Regions from separate parts of the Xenopus laevis genome. Here region 2 is linked to region 1. Evidence: chromatin contacts called from public Hi-C data. All regions are on one chromosome and are shown on one strand. The core of a region is the stretch at or near the end of the contact, and the rest is flanking DNA. Distances in the headings are between cores, read along the strand shown. Region 1 has its middle 32 kb from the start of tes.L. Region 2 holds the start of capza2.L (capping actin protein of muscle Z-line subunit alpha 2 L homeolog).

Region 1 (5,913 bases), core at 1,307-3,806:
GGTGCCAAAGTGAATGCAATGTTACTAACAAAGTGTACCATGTGTCTACACAGATAAAAGTTTAGATTCTCATTAAAGTGGAAACAAACACTAAAAATAAGGAAAACTGACATCTATGAAAATGCAACACATTCAGTTTTATACCATCAGAAGAGGCAGCTCAGGAGCAGGTTATACAGTAACAGAACATAATATTAAAACGAATGCCTTTTAAACTCTCTCCATGTTTTTTTATAAAAAAGCTGGATTGATCAAGCAGATTTCTTGTTTTCTAGTAGACTTAAGGCATGAAGATCCAAATTACAGAAAGATACGTTATCCAGAAAACCCCAGGTCTCAAGCATTCTGGATAATAAGTCTCATACCTGTATAATGTGATCACAAATACAAGTAAAGTGTAATGTTACAAACTATAGACAATGTGAAAACAATATGGCAATGAAAGAAATATTTATGAATTAAATCGCCTGCCACCACGTCCAGAGTAATATGAATCAGGGTAGGCAGTCAGCAGAAAAAATAGTAAACATAAAGAATCCACTTACAAAATAGAGGTGGAAAAAATTCTATTTTACCTGCATTGCCCAGTGTGGTTGGAAGTAAAAGAGGTAATTTACGAAGTGGAAGTGCAAAAAACAAGTACAATTCACCATTTTATTTTGCACTTTGCACCCTGCTTTTCACTCTAGTGTAATTGCAATGGGTCTGTGTGCGCTGTTTCAGAGCCCAGGCACCCCCATATATATAATGCTGCCTGCATTTGGCAGTGCTATATTCATGAGGTATGGGAAAGGGGAGGCACATGGGTGTCCATGCTACCGCATACAGGCCCTCTTCTTACACCTGCCAAATGGCAGAATTTTCTGACATGAGGTGCAGCCAGACTCCAGACAGAAGGGCTCCCTGCATATGTACCAAGAGGATTTAAATATGGTCTAATGGACCCTTAATTTGCCAAAACTACCTGTGATTTCCATCCCATTCATTTTCTGCTGTTGCTTTGTCAACATGAGTTTCTTCCGAGTATTCCAATTTCCTCCCATATTCCAAAAACATAAAAGCAGGTTAACTGGCTTCTGACACAATTTAAGGTTACCAGATAACTTGAAAATTCATGAACATTTATACAGTGATCTGATTACCTTAAAACAATTAGTCTCAGCATGTGTGAATGTTACAGGGACCTTATATTGTAAGCTCCACTGGGGAAGGCTTTGATGGATAAAATATATGAAGTACTATGTAAATGTGTCAGCGCTATATAAATAACACATAAGAAATAAATACTATCCCTCAGAGTATCTGCTCCAGAAAACAAAAGTCATGCTGATTTGTAACAACAGGACTGAAACAAACAATCTGTACTATCCCCCCACACCCCTCTATCCCATTTGTTGAAATAAAACTAATTGTAGCCAAGTGATGTGTGAAACATAGGTAGAGATCACAGGTAGGTATCAAGCTGTAGGTGAGTTCTTTGGAACATGAATGGCTTTGGAATGGGTGCAAAAGTAGAAGAAATAGAAATGGGTTTTCACTGAACTCTTAGGTATGGGAGTAATAAAGGAAAGGGAAAGGAACAGGGGGGAAAGGGTAGCATTTTTCTTTGACAAGGCAACCAACAGAATATTCTCTACTGGATAACCGTTAATCATTATATATGAATATACAGTAATTAATCTCTTTATAGGAAGGATCAACGCCTCCTCAAAGCTTCACTTGTCTCTGCCTATAGAATAGAATAGAAAACAGTATAACTGAGGTATTCTTGAAATGAGAAAGGAATGGAATACAGTGTGGATAAAATTATAAAAAAAAAGGATTAGGTAATAAGCTTTTTGCAAAGATAAATTTGTTCTCCAACATTAAAACTTGAATTATTTTTTGTGAGTTTTAGAACATTTTTCTATGATCCTGTCCAGTGTATTCTTATAGTGATACACAAATGGACAGTTGAAATACTGCTATTATTCTGCCCTATCTCCAAAATATATGTGAACTAATGAATATCATTACAAATTTTTATAAATATTCTTATTTGTTCAGTTTAGCAATCAAAAGTAAATATGAATATTATTCCTGCTTTATACACTTTACTAATCAGTGTTTGATGCATAAACACAGTGAGAATTCTTTTATGAAAACTCCAGATCAAATTGATAAATACTTTGCATAAATAACTCCGCATGCACGTCAACATAAGTTTGATTCACTTAAAATGACAATTGTTCCTAGTAAATAGAAATACAGATACTTCAATAGATACATTTTTTTCACAAACAACAAGGAAGTCTATAAAACCTATTTTTCAAAAATGATTGAGAAAATATCCTAATATAAATACTGTGCTACTTTTGTATGGTTTTGCAAGGGAACATTAAAATAATATTAAAATAAACTAAAGGGGAAAAAAAGTTTAAATCATGGCCACAATTTGGGAACATTTTCGTTTTTGCCTTGAAGTATAATATATTACACAAGCTCCATTGTTGTCATTGAAGTCAATTTCTACAGCTATTTAAAGTTTGCTCCTCCCCGCTGCTCTTCTCCAGACAGTGTTAGGTGGCAGGCAGCATGCTGAGCATAGACATGGCTAGCAGCCTGACATACATTAGACAGCACCAGCCAGGAGCAGGTTTACTAATTGTTTTTAATGAAAACAAATGTAGTATCATGCTTTAGGGCAAAAACAAGAATGACACAGCTCATAGATGTTAGTTTCCCACTTTAATCCTCACAATCCTGGGACTTAGTATACAAACATATTAAAAATAAAATAAAATGAAAGTAAAAGTATATTTAGATCTGAATTTAAAAAAAGTGAGATATATTGATAAGTATATTTTTTGCATACCAGTTGTAACCACTGATGCTTTTTGGTAGGATCTAGAATAACTTGGTAGGATAACTTTATCAGCAATATAAGCTTTCTGTGTTTCTTTTAAGATTATAGTATCTGCCTGGCATATGCTAAAAATGATAAGCACCCAGACATTGCAATCAGAGGAAATATCAATGAGGTACTCTACTGGGGAAGAGTTACAGAGGTTTTTCTGCAGATGAGTTTGCCAGTGCAATGTCAATAAACACAGAACTAAGAGGAAATATTAAAGGATTCACCTACCGACACTGTTTTGTTTTACCCAATGCAACAAAACATAACAGTTCTTTAGATGCCCGAATGAAGCTGTATAAATATAGAATTGTATTATTTTTTTTACCGTACTTTAGAAATCAGAGCACATGGAAAATACAGCACAGTTTCTTTGAGATAACTAACTAAAGCTACAAAATGAGCACTGTATTTTCAAGGTACATGGTTCAAAAGTTGTAAGATTACTACTAAGGTTGTTTTATTCTTTACCACATTTGGAACAGGAAGTCTGTGTTGTTCTTGAAGAATTCTGAAAAGCAATGTCACACTCTGATGACCTCTTCTCCTCATTAAAACGTTCCCAAAGACAGCTCTCTGCATGATGTTTTGTATCTTCAGCAGCCATGAACTAATTTGTACCTCTTATTTTGATCATGCACTGGTGAAAGCACCAAACAATATTTCCCTTTAAACAGGGAGAGGTCTTTCAACAGCTCAGCATGTACTTCTACCCTCTTTTTAATCTTGGAGCACCTATTTATTTGCTCTTTTCACCACTAAATCTTCTTTGCTCTTTTTAGCCCCCCTGCAAAGCTGTTAGTTAAAATCCTCAGTGTTTTTTTTCTCCATAGGCTTGTATTCGAAAAGAGGCATTACCATAAAAAGGAAGATAAGAAAATAAAGAGAATGGTTTTAGGTTATATTTGAATTTGTAATTTTTAATCCAGCAGTGTTCAAATATTTGCTGTATTCCATTCAGATGAAATGTTTTTGAACCTTTCCTAGCATGATAGAACATGGACTACATGTGGCACTTAGAGAGTTTGTACACATAATATAATATAATGGGCTGAAGAATGCATTTGAATACCATAGACAGATTTTAGTGAGCTCTCAAAATTAAAAACCTGAAACGACACAAACATTTCTTTCCATCTTTTTGCATCTGAATATGTTTGGTGATATATTCATTAAAAAGAAGTAATTTTCCTGCTATGTCATCAGATCCGCAGCATACAATGTACAGACAGGTAGTGCAATATGGGCACGTGGTTTTACTGCTTAAGGCATTTACCTGTCAAATAGGAAGGGTAGAGCTACATTATTTGACATTTTGAGTCACAGAGGCAATTTTATATGGGATAACATAAGTTGCAGCAGAAATTGTGTTTTGATAGAATTTTAATGAATAGATATTAATATTGCAAAGGACTTTAATTGGCAAAATACTGAATAGCTCTTGCAATTTTGTGTCCTCATATTCTGAGTTATATCACTGTGCTGGATTCTTTTTATGCAAATAAATACAATGGATATACACAATTTAAACTCTTTTTAAAATACATTTTAGTATGCTGGAACACTTTATTAAATAAATCATTACTTATAGGTGTTGAGAAATTATATTTTGAATAAAATGCATCTTTTCAAAATATTATCTGAAAACTCAATTATTTTTTTCTGCCAGTGTGCACAAAATTTAAAATTGATATTTGGACAAAATGTAGCAGGGCTCATTTCTAACATTGGGGAATATGTTCTCAAGCTGCTCAAAATTACAGTTTATACATATACTTGTATCAGTATCTCTAAATGTAACCTTAAAGTTTGTTCACACCTGCTTCATAATTATAGCAGCTATTTTAAATATATATAGAGTGGCTCAGGTTTTGTACATATCAATTACACAGAGTGCCTATATATATATATATATATATATATATATATATATATATATATAGATATATATATATATTATTGTTTGATATATTACTTGGTTAAGTAAGGACCAGCACTCTCTTGCATTAGATTTAAATCAACAAAATATCCTCAGTGTGAGACTGAGGCATTGGGGGCCCACCAGGGTTACAACACCAAGGGCCCTCCTCCTGAGGTTGAAATACCCGCCCTGCTGCCCCCGCACACCGCTGAGCTCCCTCCTTCTCCTAAACAGAGGACAGCCAATTCAGGTAGGGGGCCTGGACCGACGGGGCACATGGGAGCCAGGGCCCACCGGGGTTTTTTTCCAGTGTTCCGCCAGCCAAGTCCAAACCTGGACTTGGCTTTCACATACCATTTGTGTCTAACATTTGGTACACATTATCAAGGATGATGATGTCTATATATATATATATATATATATATATATATATATATATATATATATATATATATATATATATATATATATATATAGTATTTTCTTAACTGCCTTTATTAATTTGAAAATATGATAATTCTCTTAATGATAATCCAATGCATAAAAGACATAGGCATACATTTTTCTCCTCTACGCATTGTATGGATATGTCTTTGAAAGTACTATAGTCACGAATCCTGACTTCCCGCCACAGTTCTAAAATTCTAAATTACACATAGAGCCTTCAGTTGGGTTTAAGAAGAAAGACTGACATATTTCCTGAAATTCTGTCATTCCCACACATTTTAGCAGCAGAATAAATCCTTGCCAGACAGAACGGAAAGTTCCAGAAAACATTTTTAGAGAATGGCTATAAAAGAAGTGCCTGTTTTAATTTTTCAAATATTTAAATGTATTTAAATATGGATCTTGGAAATCTTCCTTTGACTGATTGAAGCTAACTGCAATACAAATACTTATCAAATTTGTGATATCAAAAGAAGAACAATTATTATTGAAGATCTGTCTCAATCTTAAATTAAACTCTTCATCTTTCTTTAAACCGTTTATAAAGATTTTCTGCTTTTTCTACTTTTTATTGCATTTCTGTTATGGGGTAGTAAAGAATAATGTTGCCAAACGGGCCCTTTCTGCACCATTATTTGTAATGTATCTACAT
Region 2 (5,913 bases), core at 1,883-4,382, 350 kb after region 1:
GTAGGAATCGTGAGGATGCTGTTTCAGATAGTTTGGAGCTAATGAGGAAGTTGAGATGACTGGGCCTTTCCTATCCTGCTTAGGATTCATTACTTAAGTAAAATCTCCTAGTAAAACCAGTGTCTGCTGCACATGTTTGAGCAACAAGGAGAACACATCTAAATAAATTATTGAAGGCTTTCTGAAGATGCATATATATTCATAAGGGTAATTGGTTTGCCTAGGATAGTGCCATAAAGTAATAAGTACCTAGTTTCAGTGTCTAACATAACTGTTTCGGGGACAAAGACTACATAAGGTCAGAACGCTATCAGTCCAGTGGGTCTCCTGTAAAGTTACAAAATCAGCATGTGACTTAAGATAAGATGAGGCAGCTACTTTCTGCTTTGTGGGAGAGTTAATGCCCTTGACATTATGGGTTACTATAGTAATTTAAGTCCCCTTATTGCAATACAGTAAGCTCCAATGTAAAAACCCTTATGGTCAGTGAATAGGCATAACATTATCATTATCTGTGGACAGTGCCCAAAAGGGCTGAAAGTAAAACAAAGTCCTAATATATGTCCCACAAATAAGGAAAAGGCCCTTATAGAAAGCTGGGATAGATTATCAGTGGCATAATGTCCTGAATGTCCAACAGAAATAAACTCTAGTAGTAAAGAGTGGTGCATTGTACATATTTTATTTAGTCTTCGAGCATTCCCACAACCCCACTTTTTATGCATTTTTGTACTTTAGCAGAGTTGCTCTGCAGGAAGTATGGTCAAACTTCCAAGTAGTTGCAGCACCACCAGCTCAATGCTGTAGCTCCCATACTTCCCAGCTATAGTCAGGTGATCCCAGTGGTGACCAATAAAAGGGCAACCATGTTTGGGAGTTTTAACCTTGAAAGCAGCAAGTTGCAGGTAAAACTTAGTCCCTGAAGCAATAGAATTCTTAATAAATCAGATGAAAATTGAGTGTAGGACTGGCCAGATATGTGATGACTTTGACGTAGTTGCCCAGCTTAAATATATTGCAATATATGGACAAACAATACCTGTTTTGTTTAAAGCGTAAGGCATTTTATAGTAGTTGTATGTACAAATGTCTCAATGTCTTAAATATAGTGATAATGAGTTGAGTGCAAAGGACCTCTTGTATCTGCAGCACCCCCACACCTGTCCCTTTAATGGTGGTCTGATTCCTTTAAAAATGGCAGGTGGCCTGGACAAGCTGGGGAGGATTAAGCCTGTGAAAGCAGGTTTTGGTCTTGGCAGTCTCTCTCCTTTAAAATCTAATGGTTAGGGGACCAGTTTGGTCAGGGACACATCCCAAGAAATGTTTTAGGGGCGGCATGCTGCTCTGTTGCTTACTAGTAGAGGTTGCAAATAAAATGGCGCTGGACAAGAGATTCAACAGCTGTTTTAATCTCCTGTCCACCTAGTTTGCAGTGCAGCTCCATTCTTCCTTTTAGTAGTGCGGAGGGAGATGGCAGGCACGGTAGGTAATGGGAGCTGGGAAGGAAGTGCACGCCATTGGTGGGGGGAAGAAAGATCAGTCATGGCCGAGGAGTGTAGGCCCGAGGGCAGAGGAAGTGAGCATAGTCACGGCGGGTTGGAGCCCACTACCTTCATCGGCCTAGGGGACACCTCATTTCAAAATCTGGCCCTGTCCAAATGAGGGGTATGCGTGTCCTAATGATCCCTGCCAGAAGCACAGTAGGAGGGGAATATCATATCACAACTCTGCAGTCACACAAACATACCTCCCAACTGTCCAGTTTTCTTCAGGACAGTCCTGATTTTGACAGCTCAGCCTGCAGTCCCGGGTTTCTTACTGAAATGTCCTAACTTTCTCTTTGATCTCCTGCACTGAACAGTTTCAACAATTTAACATAAACAAAGATAAAATTATAACAATTTAAGATAAGCAGGTCTCTTGCGAGAACTGAGACTAGCATCTTAAAGAGGCTGTTCACCTTCAAACAACTAGTTATTTTCAGATAGATCACCAGAAATAACTTTTTCTAATTACTTTTATTTTCTATGTGTGACTATTTTTCTAACATTGAAGTGTAATTTTTCAACTTCTAAAGCAGCTCTGGGAAGGGGGGGGGGGTCGCAGACCTTGTAAACTGTTCTAAATTAATACATTTAGTTGATACATTTCTTATCTTTGACCCTGCTGAGCAGAATCTCTGGGTTTCATTACAGGCAGCTGTTAGAACTGATACAATAGTTGCTAATACTCCAGAGATGCTGCTGAGAAATGTATTAACTGACTGTTGCGCAACTGTAACAGTTTAGAGACTGCACCTGAATTACTGAGCTGCCAGACTCAAACAACAGCGACAGGGACATTAAACTTCGATTTTAGAAAAACAGTAAAAAATAAATAATGGAAAGTAATTGGAAAAAAAGTCTGGGGGAACAACCTGAAAACAACTGAACTGAAAAAAAGTGCTTGGAAGGTGAACAACCCCTTTAAAGAGCAATTCCTCTTTATTCGCAAAACTGTTATAACACAGAAAACATTGCACTAAAACTCCCAGAAATGTGTTCACAACCTGCCACATTTTGTAAAATTGACATGGTAAATAGGGGGTGTGGCCATAAAATTCCCACACAACCTTTCCTCCCTCTTTCCATTTTTTGAATGTTGGTTGGTATGCACAAAGCAAAGCTAGGCTCCAGTTCTCTATCAGGTCAGTGTAGCTGCTCAGGCAGCAGGAAGTGACACAGATGGGTGGGACCAGTAGAGTCCTTGCAGTCATTTCTAATAAATCAACCAGACAAAATCCCTTTTAAAGCACATTCCTTCTACAGTTTAAGGAGTATAATGCACTGGCACACTTATTTTGCACACACTGTCTCCTTTAATATTTGTATCTTCTATTCAGATCAGAATCTGTGGCACCATCATAAGAAGGCTGGAGCAGTGAAAGAGCTTGATGACAAAACCTAAACGCAGAACCCTCAGCTACAGAGCTGCGCCCAGTTCTAACCATGCCCTCAAGCGTCGAGCTTGGGCAGAGCCCACAGCCTCATATCTATGACACACTATCAGTTTCCCGGAAATGTATTTCACGTGGGTCGTGGCAGTGACGTAAAACATGGTGCACGGAAGTACACGCGATTAAGCTGTGTCTATATTCCCAGGCTCGCGGTTTTACGGTGGCTAAACCCCTGCAATGACATATTTACTGTAGCACAAAAGGGGGCACCGCTGCTTCGCTACTGATCAAATAACTGTCATGGCTGCGTTTCAGCTTCCTTCCACATAGCTTGTACGCGCCCTCTCTGCCCTGCCCGTGCGCGCTCTCGGCTTCCTCTCCCACACGGCGAGACCCCGCCCCACGGGTACGAGCAGTCAAGAGAAGGGGGCGAAGAAGATGGCCGACATGGAGGAGCAGCTGTCTGATGATGAGAAGGTTGGTTGTTGGTTCTTTGTATACGATATGAAAGCTGTCATTTAAAGTGTAGAGGTGTCCAGTAAGAAGGACTCAATCCCCTCCCCATCCCGTTTGCTGGTAGAGGCCAATGCTGCTTTGAATAACTGGGCGAGGGGTCGCAAGCCGCCCTCTGAACACGGTGGGTTAATTCAGGTGAGAGCACTTTGGTTAAAATGCTGCAGACCCTGTAACGAGCATAAGTACAGGCCGGAAGGAATAGGACAGGCAGTGCGGCCAGCGGCTTGGCTCTTCCTCCTCCTCTAGTGTTGCCGCTCCATGTACGGCTAATGCACGAAAATAGGAGCCAGGAGGCTTGAGACCTCCCCCAGGCCAACTGCAAACTTGTCTGTCTGTTGCAAACTGTCTGCTGTCACCCCCTCCCATTCTTTCCCTTTGGGGTCTGTCACTTTATGGGGCATAGACTGGACGGTATATAGTAGCCCAACTGTGGGCCTTAGAGCAGCTCATATCTATCATCTCTCCTTTATGTTGCCTAATCTCTCCTCACAGCATTGATAAATCCAGTACTGTAACTTCCACACCACACTGTTACAAATGGCAGGCACTACCAGCAATGGGGGGTGAGGGTTATAATGTCTCTGATTAGTTTCCCAAATGACAGCGATCCATTTATGCTGCCCAACATTTGTGCTGATCCTCACTATTATCTGGCTTGTGGGACAACTGAGCAAAACATGGACTATTTGCCCAGACATTTATTTGTATAGACCGACCTATTCCATAGTGCCATAAATGTGTGAAATACAAAGAATGCCATCTAAATCTATTCTTTTGCAATTGCTAGACAGAGCACTGTTTGTAAGAGCTTGTAATCCATAATCATACTTTGAAGCAGAAAAGTCAAAATACTTTAGACTGCTTTATTTTTTTTTAATAAACACAATCTGTCCGCCTGTGGATTCATTCAGTCCAATAGTTCGGCCTTACAGTGGTCGAACTTCATTTTCCGACAGCTTGGGTTTCCAGACAAATGGTTACAATACACAGAGAAGCCGCTTCTTTCTCTGACTCTGATTTCTCTTATGTGCCAGCGTCAGTCATGGTCCACCAAGATTCTTCAGTACCTTACCCAATTAAAGGAGAAGAAAAGCTACCAAGGCATTTCATTGCCAATAGATTAGCTATAATAGTGCACCCTAGAACATATTTATTCTGTAGAATGCTTTACCATACCTTAGTAAACAGCTCTAGAAGCTTTCTTATTGATTTAGGATAGCAGCTGCCATATTAGCTTGGTGCTACATCACTTCCTGCCTCAGTCTCTCCTCAGGGAGGAGAATAGGGTGAGCGGAGCAAACTGAGCATGCTTGAGCCCGTGTACTGTAGGTTTAAGCTGAAAGAAGGGAATCTGATACAGAAGCCCATATATACACAATAGAAGGAAAGAAATACAGTGTTTCTTTTGACAGAGGACTCAGAGTAGCTGGGTTTACTGGTGTATTTACATAGCTTTTCTTAAGCTTACTTATTTTTAACCTTTCCTTCTCCTTTAAAAAGATAATTTGGTTAAAAATGCACAATCAATGATTTGTTTATTGTGATGGCAACTTGAGTGACCTAAAAAGTATTCAGGGGTATCTCCTTTGTATGACCTAGGTTGATTGATATGCAAAGTGATACTATAGAGCAGAAGTTACCCACAACAACCAGTCAGATCTTTTCTCCTATTTTTATTTTGTTTTGATTGCTTGCTGTAGTTAACTGCAGTGTTGCAACCTAGAACCTCTTTTGATTAATTCCCATGGTGTCACCTATATGTATGTGTATGCAGTGAATAACTGACACACATTGATTTAGGGAAAAACCATCCTATACATTTATGGGTCTATAAACATGTATATAACATACATAATATATAATATGCTGCCTCTTTTCCCAGGCTATGCAGGGGAGTCAGTACACTGCACTGTAGGATAGGAACTAATCAGCAGCTAGGCTGACCTGATAATTTGGTTAAAAATGCACAATCAATGATTTGTTTATTGTGATGGCAACTTGAGTGACCTAAAAAGTATTCAGGGGTATCTCCTTTGTATGACCTAGGTTGATTGATATGCAAAGTGATACTATAGAGTGAACCAGTCAGATCTTTTCTCCTATTTTTATTTTGTTTTGATTGCTTGCTGTAGTTAACTGCAGTGTTGCAACCTAGAACCTCTTTTGATTAATTCCCATGGTGTCACCTATATGTATGTGTATGCAGTGAATAACTGACACACATTGATTTAGGGAAAAACCATCCTATACATTTATGGGTCTATAAACATGTATATAACATACATAATATATAATATGCTGCCTCTTTTCCCAGGCTATGCAGGGGAGTCAGTACACTGCACTGTAGGATAGGAACTAATCAGCAGCTAGGCTGACCTGATGGGAAACTAAAGCCTGTCTTTGCGTGTGTGACTGCAGAGCTGTAATTGGCTTTTCCTCCTCCTACTGTGTTTCTGGCAGGG

Evidence for each region. A called contact is a pair of places that touch in the nucleus more often than the background predicts.
Region 2: a contact with region 1 is called in a Hi-C map of the XTC cell line, with 4 times the contacts expected there. The contact joins the promoter of capza2.L here to the enhancer-like site in region 1. A contact is called at or near these places in 2 of 4 Hi-C or Micro-C datasets (the XL177 cell line and the XTC cell line).

What each region holds. Positions count from the first base shown.
Region 1 is chr3L:74,573,160-74,579,072 of Xenopus_laevis_v10.1, forward strand. No RefSeq gene overlaps it. Among protein-coding and RNA genes, the nearest start is that of tes.L, 32 kb to the right of the region's middle. Within about 2 kb of position 2,557, at least 1 of the 7 cell types and tissues checked has an H3K27ac peak or open chromatin away from gene starts, as enhancers often do.
Region 2 is chr3L:74,925,834-74,931,746 of Xenopus_laevis_v10.1, forward strand. capza2.L (capping actin protein of muscle Z-line subunit alpha 2 L homeolog) reads left to right here and starts at 3,133. Exons shown (of 10, transcript NM_001092030.1): 1 at 3,133-3,412. The coding sequence starts at 3,374.